Linked DNA regions of Mus musculus: regions 1, 3 and 4 are each linked to region 2. The links are chromatin contacts, called in public HiChIP or PLAC-seq maps. All regions are on one chromosome and are shown on one strand. Each heading gives the region's core, a stretch centred on a gene start, on an enhancer-like site or on the middle of the called end of the contact. The rest is flanking DNA. Distances are from core to core; before and after follow the strand shown.

Evidence for each region. HiChIP or PLAC-seq counts read pairs in DNA pulled down with a chosen protein or histone mark.
Region 1: a contact with region 2 is called in an H3K4me3 HiChIP or PLAC-seq map of craniofacial prominence, with 5 times the contacts expected there. The contact joins the promoter of 4930546K05Rik here to the promoter of Mir100hg in region 2. A contact is called at or near these places in 2 of 115 datasets of contacts at active chromatin or transcription factors (craniofacial prominence and differentiating embryonic stem cells).
Region 3: a contact with region 2 is called in an H3K4me3 HiChIP or PLAC-seq map of embryonic hindbrain, with 7 times the contacts expected there. The contact joins the enhancer-like site here to the promoter of Mir100hg in region 2. A contact is called at or near these places in 1 of 39 promoter capture datasets (the SN4741 cell line) and 7 of 115 datasets of contacts at active chromatin or transcription factors (craniofacial prominence, embryonic basal ganglia, embryonic forebrain and 4 more).
Region 4: a contact with region 2 is called in an H3K4me3 HiChIP or PLAC-seq map of embryonic forebrain, with 7 times the contacts expected there. The contact joins the enhancer-like site here to the promoter of Mir100hg in region 2. A contact is called at or near these places in 3 of 484 Hi-C or Micro-C datasets (MC3T3-E1-derived osteoblasts, cerebellum and uterus), 12 of 115 datasets of contacts at active chromatin or transcription factors (craniofacial prominence, differentiating embryonic stem cells, embryonic basal ganglia and 8 more) and 1 of 9 other capture datasets (embryonic stem cells).

What each region holds. Positions count from the first base shown.
Region 1 is chr9:42,206,046-42,211,131 of GRCm38.p6, forward strand. It overlaps 4930546K05Rik (RIKEN cDNA 4930546K05 gene), which reads right to left and starts at 3,186. Exons shown (of 7, transcript NR_040754.1): 1 at 3,108-3,186.
Region 2 is chr9:41,373,759-41,378,399 of GRCm38.p6, forward strand. Mir100hg (Mir100 Mirlet7a-2 Mir125b-1 cluster host gene) reads left to right here and starts at 2,768. Exons shown (of 5, transcript NR_131928.1): 1 at 2,768-2,918.
Region 3 is chr9:41,971,401-41,976,399 of GRCm38.p6, forward strand. Sorl1 (sortilin-related receptor, LDLR class A repeats-containing) reads right to left here. Exons shown (of 48, transcript NM_011436.4): 45 at 4,958-4,999; 46 at 2,537-2,729. Among named protein-coding and RNA genes, the nearest start is that of Gm16214, 49 kb to the right of the region's middle. Within about 2 kb of position 3,056, at least 15 of the 459 cell types and tissues checked have an H3K27ac peak or open chromatin away from gene starts, as enhancers often do.
Region 4 is chr9:41,936,306-41,940,815 of GRCm38.p6, forward strand. No RefSeq gene overlaps it. Among named protein-coding and RNA genes, the nearest start is that of Gm36227, 19 kb to the left of the region's middle. Within about 2 kb of position 1,891, at least 59 of the 459 cell types and tissues checked have an H3K27ac peak or open chromatin away from gene starts, as enhancers often do. A contact at or near this core is called in embryonic forebrain, forebrain, neural progenitor cells and 2 more, where this site is marked.

The DNA of each region.
Region 1 (5,086 bases), core at 1,936-4,435, 830 kb after region 2:
CCTAGCCAGCTTTCCCCAGGATACTCTGCCTTCCCCTCCTAAGAACCGGGATTGCAGGTAGGCTGCTATGCCCAGTTCAGGGGATCCAAACTGTGCTGTTTAAACCTGCAAGGTAAGCACTTTATTCAATGAGCTTTCTCCCTAGGCCCTTAAGAAAAATGTTTGCTGGCTATGTGTTGTATGGTACCTTTTCCCAAGGACCATAATGCTATCTTGGGCTTTGCCCCTGGTAGCTATGAAAACAGATCAATATAACACTAGCCAGGTCTGTGGTAATGGCCATGGAGCTATAGACGCTTGCTATGTGGTGGAAGGGAGGGTTTGGGACCATCACCGGAGAGCCCTCCTTCTCCAGCTGCTACTGAGCCTGGGAGATGCTAACATATATATATACATACACACACACATATATACATATATATATATACACACACATATGGTTAACTGCAATGGATTGGAACTCGGTGGTCCTGAAGGTGTTCTGGTGTCACCATGCTCCTGTAACCCCTCACATGGCTCTATAAGAAAGCTCATTGGTCTCACTCAGTTGGCCTTGGGTAAGTCACACTTTGATTTATTGCTCACATCCATCTATGGTGACTGGACATTCATTGTGCCTTCCCAGGAAAACGTAACACAAAACCACACTGGCTAACTGGGATTTTTTTATATTGTGTTATCTGCAAACAACTCGCATTAGAGCAGATTCTTCTACTCAAATGACGCAAGGCTTTTTTCCACTTGTTTTTCTTTCTAATTTGGACAGATCTCTGCTGTATTCCCTGTCCACCCCCTTAACCCCCACTGCAGGATCATAAACCCCAGCCCAAACTTGAGTCCTTGAGGTTTTTGGAGTCTGTCACATTGGAAGTGTGAGATACAGCCATCTGGCAGGCTACAAGGCAAGAGGTTTTGAAATATTTATGTTTGTGAAGCATGAGCCATGATTTTTAACTGTGTGTTAGAAGCTGAGCAGGCACACACTTGGGGCCTAGGCAATGCAGCCAGCAGCTCTCAGCTGACTTCTCCCTGTAGGAGGAAGCAGGCATGAAGCCTGCTCCATAAAGAAAGAGAACACAGAGTGGCTCTCTTTCCCCTTGCTTGGCCTTCGGTGTGCTTTCTAAAGGAGTATTGGTTGAGAGAGAATGAGCTGATGCTGAGATTAATAACTGAGGATGCTCTCGGAGGCCCTATAAGCTTTAAAAATGCTTTACAGAGCTGGGCACTGAAGAGTAGACGAGAAGAGCCCATCTTAATCAGCAGTGTGAGTTTAAATTTGGGGCTCTCTGGCAAAGTATCTGCAAGGGCCATTAGCTTTCATTAATTATACCATAAACAGAATTCTAGTGGAAAGAGCCACTGGTTACAGGAGGCAGGATTGGGAAGGTGGCTCAGGGGTCTTCGGGTGACAGTGGCACCCTGGATCTGAGTACACAGCTTTCCTCTGAGTACAGAACAGCCACACGGACCAGCTGCATTTCCAGGGATGGAGAAGGACCCACAGTCCACATCCCAGGAGATCATCATCTGCGATTTCATCAACTCTGTTGTCAAGCACAAGGGAAAGAATAAAGACCCGTTTCTGTTCTTTCTTTTTCTCTTTTACAATTTCAGCTGAACTGGTGGGTATCTGCTCACTCTTGTGGATGGTGGTCTCGGGACACTTTCAGGTTATTTTTAAAAAGGTGGGCACTCACTGAAAATGAGCAGTCTGCTTTTGTATTAATTTTGAAGACCATCTGTGATTGATTTACTAGAATGCTAATAATATTTTGCTTTCCTATATTTTCCTTCAAGAGCCTCCTAAATGTCTTCCCTAGCCTTATGCAATATGTATATGTATGTATATATGTATGTATATGTTTATGTGTATATGTGTGTATGTATGTATATATGTGTATATGTGTGTATATGCATGTGTGTTTATGTGTGTATGTATATACATATGTGTGTATGTTTATGTGTATATATGTGTCTGTATAGGTGTGTATATGTGCATGTGCATCTATATGTATATATGGCTATATTTGGATATGTAACTGTATATGCATATGTATGTGTGTATGTGTATATATGTTTATGTGTATATGTGTATATACATGTATATGTGGCTATATGTTTATATGTAACTGTATGTGTATGTGTGTGTATATGTTTATGTGCATATATGTGCATATGTATATATATGTCTCCATAGCTTGTCTGTAGAGGTCATTGTCACAGGTGGTACATGATGATAGGACTTCATGGTGGCTCCAGTTACAGGGAGCCAACCTTAGAAGCAAATGTTCTTCTTAAACCTAGTGTTGATGTGAGGGGTATCTTCTTCTAAACACGACTGTGCGTCAGCTTTGGGGATTTGTGTTCTGGGGTACCCTCTCTACCTCAGAAAGTAGAGTCAGAGAAGAAATGAATGACTGGGCTTCAGGGAAGCCATTAGGCAGCTACCGGTGAGTGTGGAGCCAGACACTGTGCTGAGGTCTCATTTTCTCCATGTCAGTGACTGTTGCACTGCTGTGACTGTGATACTGGACAGAAACTGCCCAAGGAAGGCAAGGTTTGCTTGAGCTCAGGATTCCTGAGAGTTTTAGCGCCCCACAGTGGGGAAGCCAAGGAAGAAACGCTCAGTCTGTGTCGGTGGGAGCATGTGGTGGGGCTCTCCACATCCGGGAGGATTAGAAGGCAGAACTCATGGTAGAACAAGCCAGGCCTAACCTTCAAAGGCCCACTCCAAGTGACTCACTTCCTGAAGTTTGGCTCCACCCTCTAAGGTTCCACAGTCTTCCACAATAGTTCTGCTGCTTAGAGAAGTGGGCCTGGGGAAGACATTGCACATGCGAATCATAGCATACTACATAGCAGTTCTGTGGGGAGGTGAGCATTAGAGCCCATCACAGATAAGAAAGCTATGGGTTAGAAAGGTAAACAACCTCTCGTTAGTATGAGGCCAGGATCTGAATGCAGATCATTTTATATAATAAATTGAATGCTTATACTAGGTACTGTAGTTTCTAGAAAGACATAGTTAGGAAGCATTTGGAAATTAATCTACCCCTGGAAGCAATCATCTTTTGAGTCAGAAGAACCATTTCCTGTCTCTAACCCACCTTCAGCTCCAGTCATAGGGCCCAGTTAGGGGCTCTTCTTGACACATTTTCAGTGAGCACTGAGGCTGAGAGGTTTTGTTGACTTAACTAGATCTAGAATCACCATGGAAACACACTTCTAGGTGTGTCGGGGGAGGGGGGGATTGTAATAGATTAGGTTGAGGTAGCAAGTTTCCCCGTAGATGCAGGCAGTTCCATTTCCTGGAGTCCTATAGAAGTGGGGAGCTAGCTAGCTGCTCATCAGCGTTCACCTGTCTCTGCTTCCACACTGGATCTACAATCTGGTCACCATGACCACCAGGTTCCTCCAGCATGATAGACAGCGTGATAGACCTGCCTGAAACTGTTATTCAGAAGAAACCCTTCACCTTGCTTTTTCGGTAACTTTGTTGCAGCAACAAGAAAACTTACCAATATGGTAGCTCTTGGTGTTAGCAGGAGCCTAACTGCTTAAAAGACTGAGAGGTTTGCCCAAATAAAGAACTTATCCCAAGGGCCTGAGCAGCCAGGAGGGTGATTCTAAGTAAACAGGTCTCTTAGCTCTGGGACTTTGTCATCTCACCGAACGAGAACATGGAATGAGTCACTTTGTGGTATCTTTCCACTCCTCTCTTGGCACCCCTGTCACATCCATGTGGTTCATTCAAGCAGCTTGTGAAAGTACCATTCTAGAACCATAGTTGAATGAACCACATACTTGGCGCTGTTTGTTTGGCTGGCCCACTTTCCCTTACACTACCACTTACAGCCATATCTCTGCATGGCCACCCACTACTGGCCTCCCTTCACCCTCCTATACCTACTGCCGAAGAGCAAGATGGGATCAGAGTCCCTTCTCAGGGAACAGAGCCTGACGGCTGGACCACTAACGTGTGAATTTGTGAGCCAGTTACAGATCAGGTCTTCAGATAGAAAAGAGGCGAGTTACAAAGATAGACACAGAGATGAGTCAGAAGCAGACTCTCTCCTTCTGCTTCTACTCTCCTGCCTCCGGCCCTTGTTTCCAGACGCATCCTGTTTGCCACTTTATAATGAAATTCTTTTGTTTTTCTGTAGACCTGCCTCTGGTTTCTGCACTAGCAACAGAGGATTTGGACTTTGTCTGAGCTTTGTGAGTTAGTGGCCTACCTTAACTTGTTCTTTGAAGTCCTGGTGTTAGGTCCATTTTCCCTGTAGGCAAATTAATTTTGCTCAGTCCAGAAGCAACAGTTTATCTCTGTATCTATTTTCACAAGGTGAGAGAGAGGCATGGATCAGCAGTGCTGGGAGATAAACAGCCGAAAAGCAAATGTACTGTAGAGAGCGAGCATCCATTATCCTGGATAGTGATCGATGGCTTGTTAGCTGACTGGTTTGGTTTTTTTTTTTTCTTTCTTTCTTTCTGCTTCCTGTCTGTGCAGCCTATAAACCTGAAGATGGGAGGAGAACAAATCTTGTACATAGAAGTAGTTGCTTTTCTTTATGTCTCCAGAAAGATGTTAGCTAAGAAGACAGAAAGTCTCTGCTGGTGTCAAATCAAATGGGAAGGAGAGTGAGCTGGAGTGAGAGAGAGCAGCTCAGAAGTGGGGGTGGGGGTGGGGGGTGAGATAACGTAGCTGCAGGCTCTTGGGGCCTGCATGCTGTATCAATATTTCAGAGCACAGTAGGGCTGTGGTCCCCAGCCTCCTCCTTTGGATTTCCTAAATGTAATGCACGGCAGGGAAGCAGCCATGTGGCACATGTATGCCTTTCCTAGGCAGCTATAACAAAACACCACCAGCTAGGTGGTGGCTTTGTTTTTAACATTTATTATTTTATGAATGGGAGTACACTGTCTTTCAGACACACCAGAGAGGGCATCAGACCCCCCATGACAGATGGTTGTGAGCCACCGTGTGGTTGCTGGGAATTGAACTCAGGGCCTCTGGAAGAGTAGTCAGTGCTCTTAACCATTGTCTCACTGTCTGCCTTCACATCCTCCCCACTGTTTATCTGGCTCG
Region 2 (4,641 bases), core at 1,518-4,017:
TTTCTACCCTCGGAAGACATCAGTAGTACTAAGATTGGGACCACTAGGAAGATGGATTTAGCAGTTCCATCTTTCCCAGTAGAAATGGCTGCTGTTGCTTTATGGCTTTGAAATACGCCACTAGACCTGGGTCACAGCATCCACTCCTTTATGCAAATGTTTTCCCACTGAATTTCATGCTCTATTTTAAAAAGTGTACCAGTTCGTGTCAAAGATAATAAGATCAGTTATAGGGGTGAACAGTTTATAGACTTTTCTATGCATGCTATCTCATCTAACACTTAATAAAGTTAGACTATACTCCCCTCCCCTTTTAAAGGGTATATCATTTTTAATAATCAAATACAATTACATGATTTCTCCTTCTCTCTTCTCTCTTCAACTCCTGCCACACTGCCCTCAGTCTCTCTCAGATCCATACCTTCTTTTTCTTAATATTATTACCAGTGTGAGCACTCATTCACATAAACACATAAATACAAACAATCTGCTGAGTCCATTTGACGTTGCTTGTGTGTCTATGCCTTTAGGGCTGACTACCTGGTGTTGAATTGACGTTTAGGGTGCTCGTTCTTGTGCTTTTTGTGAATTTCTGAATATTTTGAATATTTTTCAAGCTCCAGAAAGGCAGGGCAAGGAGCACTTTAGACCAGCCCTTCTGTGCCCTGCCACAGGGAACACCAGCTTTGCTCTCAGGCCAGTCTCTGGTGACAAAATTGTTTAGGCAGGCAGTGTTGCCCTGGCATGTCCTTCACTGTGATAATCTGGCTTGTGGTAGAGCTCAGAGAGTATCTTTGCTAGTCTGACATTGCTCTAGCCTTTCCTCTGTTCAGACTGTCACTGAAAACCAAGATCAGGGTTTTGGTGGCTCGGGACTGCCTTCCTGGGCAGAGAACAATGGCTGCCCCTCCCCAACCCGCCCATGCTGCAACCAGCACGTCAGGATTCTTTGTACCAAAATCCCAAGCAAAGATGCATTTGTTCAGATCCGTGGTGTTAGAATATTGCAGTGTCTTGTGACAGGAAGGCGAGGCTCAGCCTTGATAGCACCATCTCCTCACTTGCTCGATCCTCACAACAGTGGCTGGAAGGGCAAAGAAAGCTACAGGGCTCATTTTTGGGCCGGGGAATGGTTGCCTGGCATGCTTAGAGAATCCATCTTCCTAAGTGGTTTTCCTTTCCAGTCACGTTTTACTGCTGAAGTTAGTCAGCGAATTAATAGCTGCAGAAAATGCAGAGCTCTTTTCTTATTACATTCTATCGATCTGATTGCAGTGCCATTAATTGAAAGACTCGGGAAGTGTGATGGGGAGTTGAACTCTGGATTCTCCCTGCCTTTGGGTCCAGATCTGTCTGAAAGGAGCATTTTGGTCTGACGTGAATTATTCTTTCTTTGTCAGTTCTTGTGAGAGCTTTATTCAGGCCTTGTGAGATTTACAATGTGAAATCGTACACTGTCTCTGCCCTTAAAGGAAGAGGAGAACTCAGAGTGTGTGTCTGTGGGCTTTCTAGGAGTTGGGAGTTAACCCATTTTGGACAGCTCTCTTTCGTAGATTACCTACATATGGCAGAGAGGAAAAGAGAGACTCCCCAATGTGGAAGGCAGACATTTTGCTCATGTCTTAAGCAGTTTTATTTACAATGTTGCATGTTACAAGGTTGCTTTGGCTTATTTCCACTCCCCATTCTCAGAATATATGAAACCCCAGAGACACTGGTATGTAGTTAGAGATTTTGTTTATGGTTATCTTGCTATGTTGATTGCTTAACCTACTCTTCCAAAAGATTTTTTTCCCATAAATTCAAATTAACTTGAGAATTTTTACATACATCAGGTATGTCTGCATACATATTTCATAAGTACGTTAATATGAAAAATTTAAGGGGGTCTTCTAAAATATGTCATTGGGGGCAAAAATCTCCAGATCAGATTAGAACACACTAGACTTGGTTGCTTTGGTTCACAAAGTAATGCCCAGGTATTTGTGTAGTAGTTTATTGTATTTTAATGAGATGAGAGTTTATTATTTAAAAATTTCAGGCTAGATACCCAGATTTTCACAGCACATTTAAATCTACCACAAAGGGTCACTCATCTTTATTTTTTTTTTTCTAGAATAATATGGTTTGGATGCATTGAAAAGTTTAGTATGTGTTATTAATAACACATGTCCAGCCTAATGTTTTTATTCTTCTGGGCGGGCCTATGCTAGAATTTTCTTCCCCAAGGTGTGTCTGAATCCTGCTAATGCTTTCAGCCTGCAAAGACAGGAAGTGCACACACGGCCACAGCACATGACCCTCCTTCTAGAACACATCTTGAAAATGTTTCGACTGCTTTCTGAGCACAGGGACAATGGCTTATGGTTGGGGGTGGGTGTGCTCTTCTCCTGCCTGACCTTTGGCTTGCTGAGAGATGTGTATGGCTACCCTGGGCTCTCTCAGCTGCTTTCAGGCTGCAGAGAAGGCGGCACCCACATTGGGAAGCAAAAGCTGTCGCAGGCTGCCTTGCCCATGACAGCGTGTCTAAAAATACATCCACCGAGATGCAGGCATATGCTCGCGCCTCGGTGTGAAGGAGCTCTCGCCTGTGTTTCTTGCTATCCCCATCTAAATGCTGGAGCGAGGAGTTAAATTATTCCAGAAGGCCCGCCAGGGTCTGATTTGCCACTGTCTGCTTCCTCGTTGCCTTTGAATGGGACCCTTGATCCAAGGCTTTCAGAGACCAGCCGGTGCTGATGGGGGTCCGTGACTTGGCGGTGGCGCCTGTTTGCTCCTTCTCTGTCTCGAGCATGGTTTTCTATCCTGCCGGGGAGGGCGAGAGCGCTGGGCAGAGGTGGCACCTGACCCGCTAGAACTCCGATGTCACTGCTGTGGCTGTTACTCCCCTCGGCAAGAGTCAAGGCGCACGCAGGACGGTGGGTCACCTCGCTGGCTATTTTGCACATTTCCTTTCTTCTCCTCAACCTTGTTAGGTTTTTTTCTAAGTGCCCAGGGGTTGAGGGGTTTTCCTAGCCCCTCTCTATCCTCGATCTATTCTGATTTGAATCTCTCTCAGGATTTGTAACACTTCCTCTCATTAGGAAAGCTTTGCTAGACTCGCATTCCCTGTCTCTGTAAACAGGGTTTTTTTTTTTGTTGTTTTTTTAATGATTTGTTGTTTTGGGGGTCTCTCTTTTGAATGTCAGCTCCAAATGTCTTAGCTTCTGGGGCTACCTCACACACTGAAACGGTTGTTGAGCTATTGTACCCGAGAGGAGAGGACACAGAAATGGCTCTTTAGAATAATAATCTCAAAAGGGAGATGAGAAAGACCCCAGAGGACAGCCTGTGCTCCTGCTCCAGCCTGGCTGAGAAAAGGGGGTCTCCAGGTGAGACTACTGTCTCCTTTACAGAGTCAGAGAGCGTCAAGATACTTTGTGTCTCATTTAAAATGATTTTAATTCTAACAAGAGGGACTAATGAAAGAAATCCCATTTCCCATGTAGGAGAAAGGAGAGGCACAAAGCACACATATGAAGGGCTCCAGAGCACACCATTCCTCTGGAAACCGGAAAGTGAGGGAGAGCGATTGTTACCTAGTCTCTCTCTCTCTCTCTCTCTCTCTCTCTCTCTCTCACACACACACACACACACACACAGAGTTTCAGAGTAGCAGTATTTCTGTGTCCTTGGCCACCCAAGGCAGTGCATTGTTTTTCCAAAGGTTATGTGGAGGTTTTTGTAAAACGAAATAAAAAAAAATTATTTATTTTATTTCAGACGGTGAGTAAGCTCAGAATGCATTCAGTACTAACCAATACAGAATACAGACATGCCCAACATAAGCTGTTATTCTCCACGAGCAACCAAACACCACAACACACACACACACACACACACACACACACACACACACACACACACACACACACACACACCCTCCCCCTCAAACAAACAAACCCAATGTTAGCCAAAATCCAGACTGCCTGTAAATCTTGAAGTGTTTTCCTCTGTGGAGAAGAATGAACCTCCCCGGATGCTTTTCTGCAGCTGAACATTTTCTATTGCTTTTCTTCTCTGCTCAGTCTCCCTTGCCTCTTTCTTAGGAGCCACTGAGACAAAGAACAGTTACTTTTAGCTCCTCGTATCAGCTGGCTAAAATGGAGAAAGGATCAAATACGCTGTAAAGAGAGGCATTTTTGGTTTTAGTTCAGTTTAACGTATCTTATTTCCAACCATGCCCAGGAAGCACATGAGTTTATGGATGTGCCATAGCTAATTACTTGACTGGGTCTGTTCATAGCCAGAATAGGACATAGATTTGAGGGGGTAAGTAAAAGGCAAAACAGAGAGGCGCCGCTGTGTACATCCTGTGAGCTGCGCGATGCAGCTGCTGGAACGTATGCATGTCTTTCCAGCTTTGTCCCTTCAGAGGCGTTGAAAGTCTCAGCTAGTGCTGACTAATTGATATTTGTAGTCACGGTGATAGGCTCCTCAGGTCAGACGCGCATGCAGATGTGTGTGTTGATGCAAATACTAAGGAATACACAGGCTCACTTACACGGGCAGGTGGTCTCCGTACCAATGGAAGTGTGGTGGAGGTGATGGGGCATACAACAGAGGGAGAGAGAGAGAGAGAGAGAGAGAGAGAGAGAGAGA
Region 3 (4,999 bases), core at 1,806-4,305, 600 kb after region 2:
CCATGAACATAGGAGATCTTTCCACCTTCTGAGATCTTCTTTAATTTCTTTCTTCAGAGACTTGAAGTTCTTATCATACAGATCTTTCACTTCCTTAGTTAGAGTGGATTAAGGAACTCCACATAAAACCAGAGACACTGAAACTTATAGAGGAGAAAGTAGGGAAAAGCCTTGAAGATATGGGTACAGGGGAAAAATTCCTGAATAGAATAGCAATGGCTTGTGCTTTAAGATCGAGAATTGACAAATGGGACCTCATGAAACTGCAAAGCTTCTGCAAGGCAAAAGACACCGTCAATAAGACAAAAAGGCCACCAACAGATTGGGAAAGGATCTTTACCTATCCTAAATCAGATAGGGGACTAATATCCAATATATATAAAGAACTCAAGAAGGTGGACTCCAGAAAATCAAATAACCCCATTAAAAATGGGGCTCAGAGCTAAACAAAGAATTCTCACCTGAGGAATACCGAATGGCTGAGAAGCACCTGAAAAAATGTTCAACATCCTTAATCATCAGGGAAATGCAAATCAAAACAACCCTGAGATTCCACCTCACACTAGTTAGAATGGCTAAGATAAAAAAATTCAGGTGACAGCAGATGCTGGAGAGGATGTGGAGAAAGAGGAACATTCCTCCATTGTTGGTGGGATTGCAAGCTTGTACAACCACTCTGGAAATCAGTCTGGCGGTTCCTTAGAAAATTGGACATAGTACTACCGGAGGATCCCACAATACTTCTCCTGGGCATATATCCAGAAGATGTTCCAACCGGTAAGAAGGACACATACTCCACTATGTTCTTAGCAGCCTTATTTATAATAGCCAGAAGCTGGAAAGAACCCAGATGCCCCTCAACAGAGGAATTAATACAGAAAATGTGGTACATTTACACAATGGAGTACTACTCAGCTATTAAAAAGAATGAATTTATGAAATTCCTAGGCAAATGGATGGACCTGGAGGGCATCATCCTGAGTGAGGTAACCCAATCACAAAAGAACTCACACAATATGTACTCACTGATAAGTGGATATTAGCCCAGAAACTTAGAATACCCAAGATATAAGATACAATTTGCTAAACACATGAAACTCAAGAAGAACGAAGACCAAAGTGTGGACACTTTGCCCCTTCTTAGAATTGGGAACAAAACTCCCATGGAAGGAGTTACAGAGACACAGTTTGGAGCTGAGACGAAAGGATGGACCATCTAGAGACTGCCATATTCGGGGATCCATCTCATAATCAGCCTCCAAACGCTGACACCATTGCATACACTAGCAAGATTCTGCTGAAAGGACCCAGATATAGCTGTCTCTTGTGAGACTATGCCGGAGCCTAGCAAACACAGAAGTGGATGCTCACAGTCAGCTATTGGATGGATCACAGGGCCCAAAATGGAGGAGGTAGAGAAAGTAACCAAGGAGCTAAAAGGATCTGCAACCCTATAGATGGAACAACAATATGAACTACCCAGTACTCCCCCAGAGCTCGTGTCTCTAGCTGCATATGTATCAGAAGATAGCCTAGTCAGCCATCAGTGGAAAGAGAGGCCCATTGGTCATGCAAACTTTATCTGCCTCAGTACAGGGGAACGCCAGGGCCAAGAAGTGGGAGTGGGTGGGTGGGGAAGCGGGTGGGGGACTTTTGGGATAGCATTGGAAATGTAAATGAAATAAATACCTAATTAAAATTTTTTTTTTTAAAAAAGGAGAAAGTCTATCATCAGGAGTTTTGCCATTTGTTTTCTGTAGGACTTTCCCAGGGCCTTGACTCTGCCATGACTCTCCAGAGGGAGGCAGAGGAAGGAAGTATCCACTCTCAGGAAGTGCTAACAGTACAAGACGGGGTGAGCTGAGGGCATGGAGAACTACAGGTCTGTTAGCATCCTGAAGGCTCGGAGACGAAAGCCACCAACAAAACTCCTGCTCATCTGGTCTGATGCCAGTCTTCCTTGTCATCCCGACTGGATTAACTCCATCCTACGAAAGACTTGAGACATGTTTCTGGGTGTTTCTGCGAGGGTCTTTCAGAGGAAGTAAGTGAGGGGAAAGAGCCACCTTTAATGTGGGTGGCACTGTCCCCATGGGCTTGGGCCTTGAATGCAATGGAGGAGGAAAAGGGAGGAGCTAAGCTAAGCACCAACTGTCCACTTCTGCCTCCTAAAAGCTAATGAGCCCTGGGCCCTGCCTCAGGCTCCGGCTGCCATGCTTTCTTCTCTGTGATGGACTCTATCTCCCCAAACTGCCAGCCAAATCCTTCCACTCTCAACTTACTTCTCGTATCATATCTTGTCACAGTAACAAGTAAAGAAAGTAACTAAAACACCGCTCAATGGGGTACCTTGCGATCCCAGTACCACGGGTGCTCAAGACGCATATCAGTACCCAACTAAATTGACGCCTAAGTGACTTTCTCTGGCACACAGGCAGTACTTGAAACGTGTTTTAGAAAGATTATCAGGAAAACCATCCCATGCCTCTCCATCCTCAGACCAGGACCCAGAGAGGACGGTCACAGGGAGACTCACCTGAGCTCAGTTCATCGTACAGCAGCACGGCGGGCTCCCCACAGATCTGGCTACCAAAGAGACACCGCGCTTGGACCGTGAAAGTGTAGTTATGACCCATCTTCAGGTTGGACACTTTAAAGAAATTGTCCGTAGTATTCCCGAGGTAAGCGGTGAGATTCACAGCGCTGTCAGACATGTGGATCTCATAGCCCTGTAAACAAGCACACACTGAATGAGGGACCTGATGGCTTCTGCCACTAGCTCCAGCTAGAGGCGGTACCTTTCTGCAGGCTTTTATGTAATGCTAATATACTTCAGTTTTCTTGCTAGTTCTTTCGATGATGTGATTGTGATATTAAACTCAGAAAACAGGACTTACCCTACTTATAACGTGCATAAGAGGAAGTGCAAGGTACGGCAGCTGGAGAGCCATCTCAACCATCACACACTCAAAGTTCGGGCGGCAGCTGCTGTGTCCTGTGCCTCAAAGAGCCTGGGCATCTCAGTGATGCTGTGCAGTAAGGGATCTGACTAGCGACACCCCGTGGTGGCAGTGGGTGCAGGCAAGCCCAGGGAACATGCAATCAGAAAGGGAGGCAGGCGCCTCCCTACGACAGAGTGTTGGAAGACTGCTGTCATTCACTTCTTGTCTCCTTGCTTTCTAGCTCTTTCTAGCCTGATCCCAGAGCCAGACAGCCTGATGCACTTAAGACACAGAAGCACTTAAGCAGGTTGCGGGCTTAGAAGCACTAAGCTTTTTTCTGATGATCTTTCTCAAACACATTTCAACCTGCTTAAATGCTTCTAAGGAGGATAGGATGAAGTAATCTCTCCCCTTGTCACCTCAGGAAATCCCTGACCGTTGCGCTAGGAAAGTGACAGGCCAGGCCCCAGATGCCAGCTGGGCTCAGGCTGGTGGCCAGGTTCCCTGCTGCCCTCCAAACCGTCCAGTGCCAAACTCTGTCCCCATTGGAGCCCACCACATTGTCAGTCTCTGTTCCTACTCCATGGACCTGTCTCTAATGTTAAGCCAGGAGGAGGAGAGGTGAGCTCACTATGCCTGTGCCAGCACCCTCCATTAGAGATGGAACCCTGACCTGCACTGTCAACTCAAAGCTGGGCTTCTGCTGCCCAGATAGGCTCCCGTAATGGCAACCGGATGCCAAGATGGGCTTCCCAACACCTGCCTGGCATCCCACACCTGTACCTCTTCTTACAAGCTAGTCGTCAGTATTTACTATCTGGTGTGAATCCAGTGTGGAACATTTGTAAAATATGTTACAAGGAAGCAATGAAAAATGATACAATGTATACAAGCCATCTCTACTTCCTGTTAGGCATTTATGTTTCTTCCTCTTATCATGAAGTAGACTCTATCACATTTTAATGCATTGCTTTTCTCAAGAGTAAAATCTTAGAATAACGAGGTCAAGGAATGTGAATGTTTCAATGTTTCTGATAAGTAGGACCAAAGAGCCTTCCAGAACTTTGAACTAACTTGTACTCCCCAGCTGCCCCTCACACTAGGGCTCCATGTCTCTGTCACTGGCTTGCTCGGGGCTGTTTTTTTTGTTTCCTGCTCATGGTTGCCGGAATACCTTACTGTTCATTACACTTTTCAATACTGGAGTATTTCTGGGTGGATTTGTTACTCTTATGGAAATTTACCACGTAGATATCCCAGATATGGGAGCTGTGAGGACTCTCACAGATGGGGAGGACTTCCAGGGTGAGAGCCTGGCTCTCACGTTACACTGCATTAAACCCTTGGGCTCTTCACCCACACTGTTCCTCCAGGTGATGGTAGCTGATCCTCACAGCCTTACTGCGCTCACAGCCCTACTGTGCTCATACTTTTCTTTCAAGGGGACTCACTAATAATGAGTCTACTCTCCTGGGTAAATCACTTGGGTCTCACAACTCCTTCCTTCCCATGGTGGACAGAGTACTGGCCTGCCAATAGCAAAACAAAGTGTTTTTGTTTTTTGTTTTTTCCCACAAGCCAACAAAGTATCTTCACGTACTTCTTGTACTTCTTGTTCCTTCTAATTACTCCGGGGAGACCGTGACAAGGTAGGTGCTAGGTTGAGAGTGTGGCTCAGTTTCCTGGTGCTGGAACCTTAGCCCAGCTGTCAAAGGGCCGGGAAAGGGAGGCGCACTCGGTTCTAACGCTGAGGACAGTCCGGCTTCAGGAAGCACCAAGGGTCCCCCACTCACTGCTCTCTTCTGAGGACAAGTGTGTGGCTGGTGAGTGCTGAGCGCAGGCATTCTTGAGCTTAATATAAACATCTCACTCATCAGCATGTGGTCCTTACATTCTCACGCCTGCTCTGCCTGGTTCCTTCCTTCCTTCTTCACGCTGCCTGCCATGAACCCATCTCTAAAGCAGAGTGACGGTAGCCAGGGCTCCGAGTGACCGAGGCCGCGTGAGGAACTTACCCTGGTTTCATTGAACTGCTTTTCCTTCAGTGCTAGGCTTTT
Region 4 (4,510 bases), core at 641-3,140, 560 kb after region 2:
AGCAGGGGGCACCGCCAGGAAGGGGACTACGTTTTTTTTGTGTTGAACAGTGGGTGGATGTGCTGCCTTGTGAGGCTTGGGCCAATTTCGTCCTTTCCTTAAGAATATAGGAGAGCAGTCTAATTCCCCTCCGCTCCTCTAAACGCAGACTTGGGAGGGGTGTGTGTGGACGGCTATACAGTGAACCCCATTAAAATGTTTTCCTTTTATTTAGCTTCAAAAGCTGTTACTTCATTCGATAACAGCATATATATATATATATATATATATATATATATATATATATATATGTATGTATGTATGCTGAAAAAGATCAGCAAAAACCTAGGACATTGTTGCTTTAAGAATCTAGACGAAAACACCTTAAATGAACTCTGCAGCAGACAGTTGAAGGGGGAAAAAAAAAAGCCCTTCTCTGGCCCTTGCTGCTTTTTGCCATTATTCATGATGTAATTTTTCAGGTGTTAGTTTGGCAGAGAAAGATTGGAACTGGGCTTGTTGCTAGGACATGAATGAAGAAGAGGAATCTCATTGGTTCCCCAGTACTTGTCTGGAGCCAATGAGATGGAAGGGGATGGAGTTGGGAGGGAGGCCACCAGGAAAAAAAAACAGAGAGAGAGAGAGAGAGAGAGAGAGAGAGAGAGAGAGAGAGAGAGAGAGAGAGGGAGGGAGGGAGGGAGGGAGGGAGGGAGGGAGGGAGGGAGGGAGGGAGGGAGGGAGGGAGGGAGGGAGAGAGAGAGAGAGAGAGAGAGAGAGAGAGAGAGAGAGAGAGGGAGGGAGGGAGGGAGGGAGGGAGGGAGGGAGAGAGAGAGAGAGAGAGAGAGGGAGGGAGGGAGGGAGGGAGGGAGAGAGAGAGAGAGAGAGAGAGAGAGAGAGAGAGAGGAGAGAGAGAGAGAGAGAGAGAGAGAGAGAGAGAGAGAGAGAGAGAGAGAGAGAGAGAGAGAGAACACTTCGGCCAGACTATTAATGCTTTGCTATGTTAAAATGAAGTGGAATACTGTGAAGGTGGGGTATTTTAGAGTATCTTAGGGTGTGGATGGTCAGTGGTGCCCAATGGACCAAGGCTGAAAAAATAAGCATTTAAGAGGCAGCTTTGTGTCGACTACCCTGGGTTTTTCTAATAATTCATTGTCATTGCCAGTCTGGAGCAAGATGCAAGCAAGGCCTCCTATGTTTAACACCCTTAACCCGCTGCCACACACCGTCTGGGGTCTGCAATGATGCTAAAGCTGGAGGCAGGAATGCTGGTGCACAGGCGCTGGGATTTTTCCTCTAGTCTTGACTAAGTGAACCCCAAATAACCTTCTGCTGTGTAAGTGAACCGGCTCTTGGTGTGAACTGGGACTCAACATGTTATCTGCCCAAGGCATTGGAACAGGCTCCCATCACACATTGCCATGGGCATCTCAGTGGGTAACAAGATCTGGCCCAGCCAAACCCCCAGTTCCAATGCCTTCCACATGGCCGAACACTGCAGCAAAGAATGTCACTGGGTTTCCTGACCAGCGGTATAAAATGGTCACCCACTTAAGCATTTTGAGCCCCAGGCTCCTGGCTAGCACAGTAAGTGACTCTGGGTGCCAATCATGCCTGGTTGCTTGATTTTGAGCAGTTCTTTGCAAGTAGGGAGGAAGAGGTGTACTGAGCCTGCAAGGCCCCGTCTTTTCCTCCGGGAGTTCTACAGGGCCTAACAAACACTGCTGCTTACCATCACCTATTGTCTGAGCTGCAGCTGTATCCCACACCTTTTTCTTTAATAACTGGGCAGGGCTTTGAGCTGAGTGATTTGAAACACACACAATAAATTGACTTCTATTGGGTTATAGACCAGGCTGGTTTATTTACACCCTGGAGGAGGCTCAACCTCTGCCAGATTCCTGACTTCAGAGATTTTGTGGCTGCCGTCCAGCAACATAAAAGGATTTTTCCTTGTAACCGGAGCACTTCCTAAAACCACAGGCAGTTTCAATCAATTACCATCTCTGGATGCAATACAAAAATTTTAAGGGACTCAAAAGGACCAGGACTGTTTTTGACCACAAGTCTTTCTGGATCCATAGCAGGAATTGATTTGATATTGATTTTTTTTCCTCCTTGTCTGTTCCTGGGTCCTCCCCTGTTGCTGCAGATTTAGGAGGATAGAGGGTGGTGCACGGATAGAAAACAGGAAGAGGTGAGACAAGAAAGATTTCTAAACAGGCCTTCTTTTTCTGTCAACCTAACAAAGCGGAGGCTCTGTTCACGTAGCTCCATGTGCGGACCCTAATTGTCACCCTTCAGGTGACAGGTACCATGTGAGCCTCAGTTCAAAGCCAAAGTCAAAGCTGAATAAACCTGATTTCAGACAGCCGGCATTTCAAAATAAAAGTTTGCAGCCTGAGCCTCAAATGGAAGTCTTCCTGCAGTCTCCAGGAGTCTGATAGAGTGCAGCACGGGGCAGGCTGCACACACCATTGTTCTCAGTTCTCATAAAACCCAACTCCCTGGCAGAGTTAGCGGTCCTGTCCTAACTGAGCAGAGCCCCCAGGACCGGGGCCAGGGGTGTAACATGCAAAGAAAAGATGCCACAGGCTGCAAGGGGAAGTTCAAAGCCATGCAGCTGCCAAGGAGAGGAAGGGGAGTCTTAAAGGAAAGAAGGGAGTCCCTCTATGTTTCAATGTGTAGATGAATTGGGTATTATTTTATATTTAATGGAGGAACTGGCTGACAATCCTAAGACCTAAACTCTCTTTAGTGAATTTAAACATGAAGAGAAGGATATGGCTTGCTTGGTAGAGTGCTTGCCAAGCAGGGGTGAAGCCTGGGTTCCATCTCAAACCACCTCACAAACTGGATGTAGTGCACCAGCCGGGAAGTCTAGCAATGGGAAGGTGGGAGGGAAAGATTCTGAAGTTCAAGGCCATCCTCAGCTACCCAGCAAGTCCGAGGTCAGACTGAACGACATGAAGCAGTCAGTCTCTAAAGGGTCAGTCAGTAAGGAGAAGAGCCCTGAAGCCAGTCGAACAAGCAGTTAAGCCACACAGGTTCATTCCAAGCCAGCGCCAACGCCCAGCCTCTAAACATCCAATGTGTGTGTCATTAACGCTGCTGTATAAAAGCATTGTCCTTCCTTCATGCAAAAAAAAAAAAAAAAAAAACTTACAGAATCCCACACAGATGAAGAGGTCTGCTTAGTGATGCCTAGAGAGCCTGGGCCAGGACCAAACTGGGACACTGCATTTAAGCGAGGAAGGGAGCCTTCACCAACAGTCTTCAGAAATGGCCACATTTGCATTGCCACTGTGTGAACTACAAGCTAATTATGCTTTGTTGTAAGGGAAGCAAATTATACTGATTGTACAATAAAAGCTATTGTCGGTCCCATCATGACTCTGAAAGATGCAAAAATATTGACTGGCTCTAAATAGCATTTTACTTTTCTCCCTATAGACAGCAATTTTTAAGGCATGGAATGACCAAAGATGGCTCTGTTAAGCAGTCATTGGGCAAAAGTGTGTCAAGAGAAGCAGGAGGTATGAACAGGACAGATAGTGTCTGTGAGTGACCAAGGAAGAGTTTGTGTGTGTGTGTGTGTGTGTGTGTATTCTTAAAATTCCCCACAGTACCTACAACAACAATAATATAATGAAGCCCACTGACATCTCTCAAAAGAAGGTGATTAATTAAAGTAATTAGGCTCCACTGAATTATTAAAATATGAAGTCTTCTGCAGGATGACCAAAAAAAAAAAAGCGCCAGACCATTTTTGCTGTTCAAAAATTAAAACCATATTCTGGTTCATTAGCTAAGACGGGAACTCACACGTTTTAGCCTACAATCTTATTCACAGATGCGTAAGTGTCTAATATTTCACACCTTTGTAATGGCTCTTATATAAAAAAAAAAAGAAAAGAAAAGAGAGGAAAAGAAAGAGAAACAACATCCTGACTTCAATTATTTCATCACTCACAGAGAAAAGGAGAGCTTTTGAAAGAAAGGCAAGGAGTCTGTGGGGTTTGTTTTGAAAATGTCCTCAGGCTTTGAAAGGACAGGTGTGTCGGGCACAGGACTAGACTCAGGCTGGGGACAGGGAAGGACAAAGAGGCATTGCTCAAAACATTCCTCAGTTGTCTTTGCTAAATGAAGCTGACTGATGCCTGATTTAGAAACCCTAGCCATATCGCAGGGCCCCATCTAACCCTCTCTCTGAAACCTACGCCTTTCAGACATAGCTATCTGCTTCCAAGTCAAGTTCTCACTTGGCTTAACCCTGCCTGGAGCACACTTGATTACTTAATGGCCCGTGGCCTCTTCTTCTGCTGTGCAGAGAACTGAGTTCCAACTCGTCTGCTTCGCTCTCCCAGAGTTCACCCTTGGCCCGGCACCAGCTATGGCTCCCCTGCTCTGAAACCTTCCACCTCCTCTTCTGCCTTCAGAGCAAATGGTCTTCGTGACCTTCTGGCATCGGCCCTCGCTGAATCCTCCAATGGGTGTTTAATGCACCCACTAGAGAAAACACCAATTCTGTCAC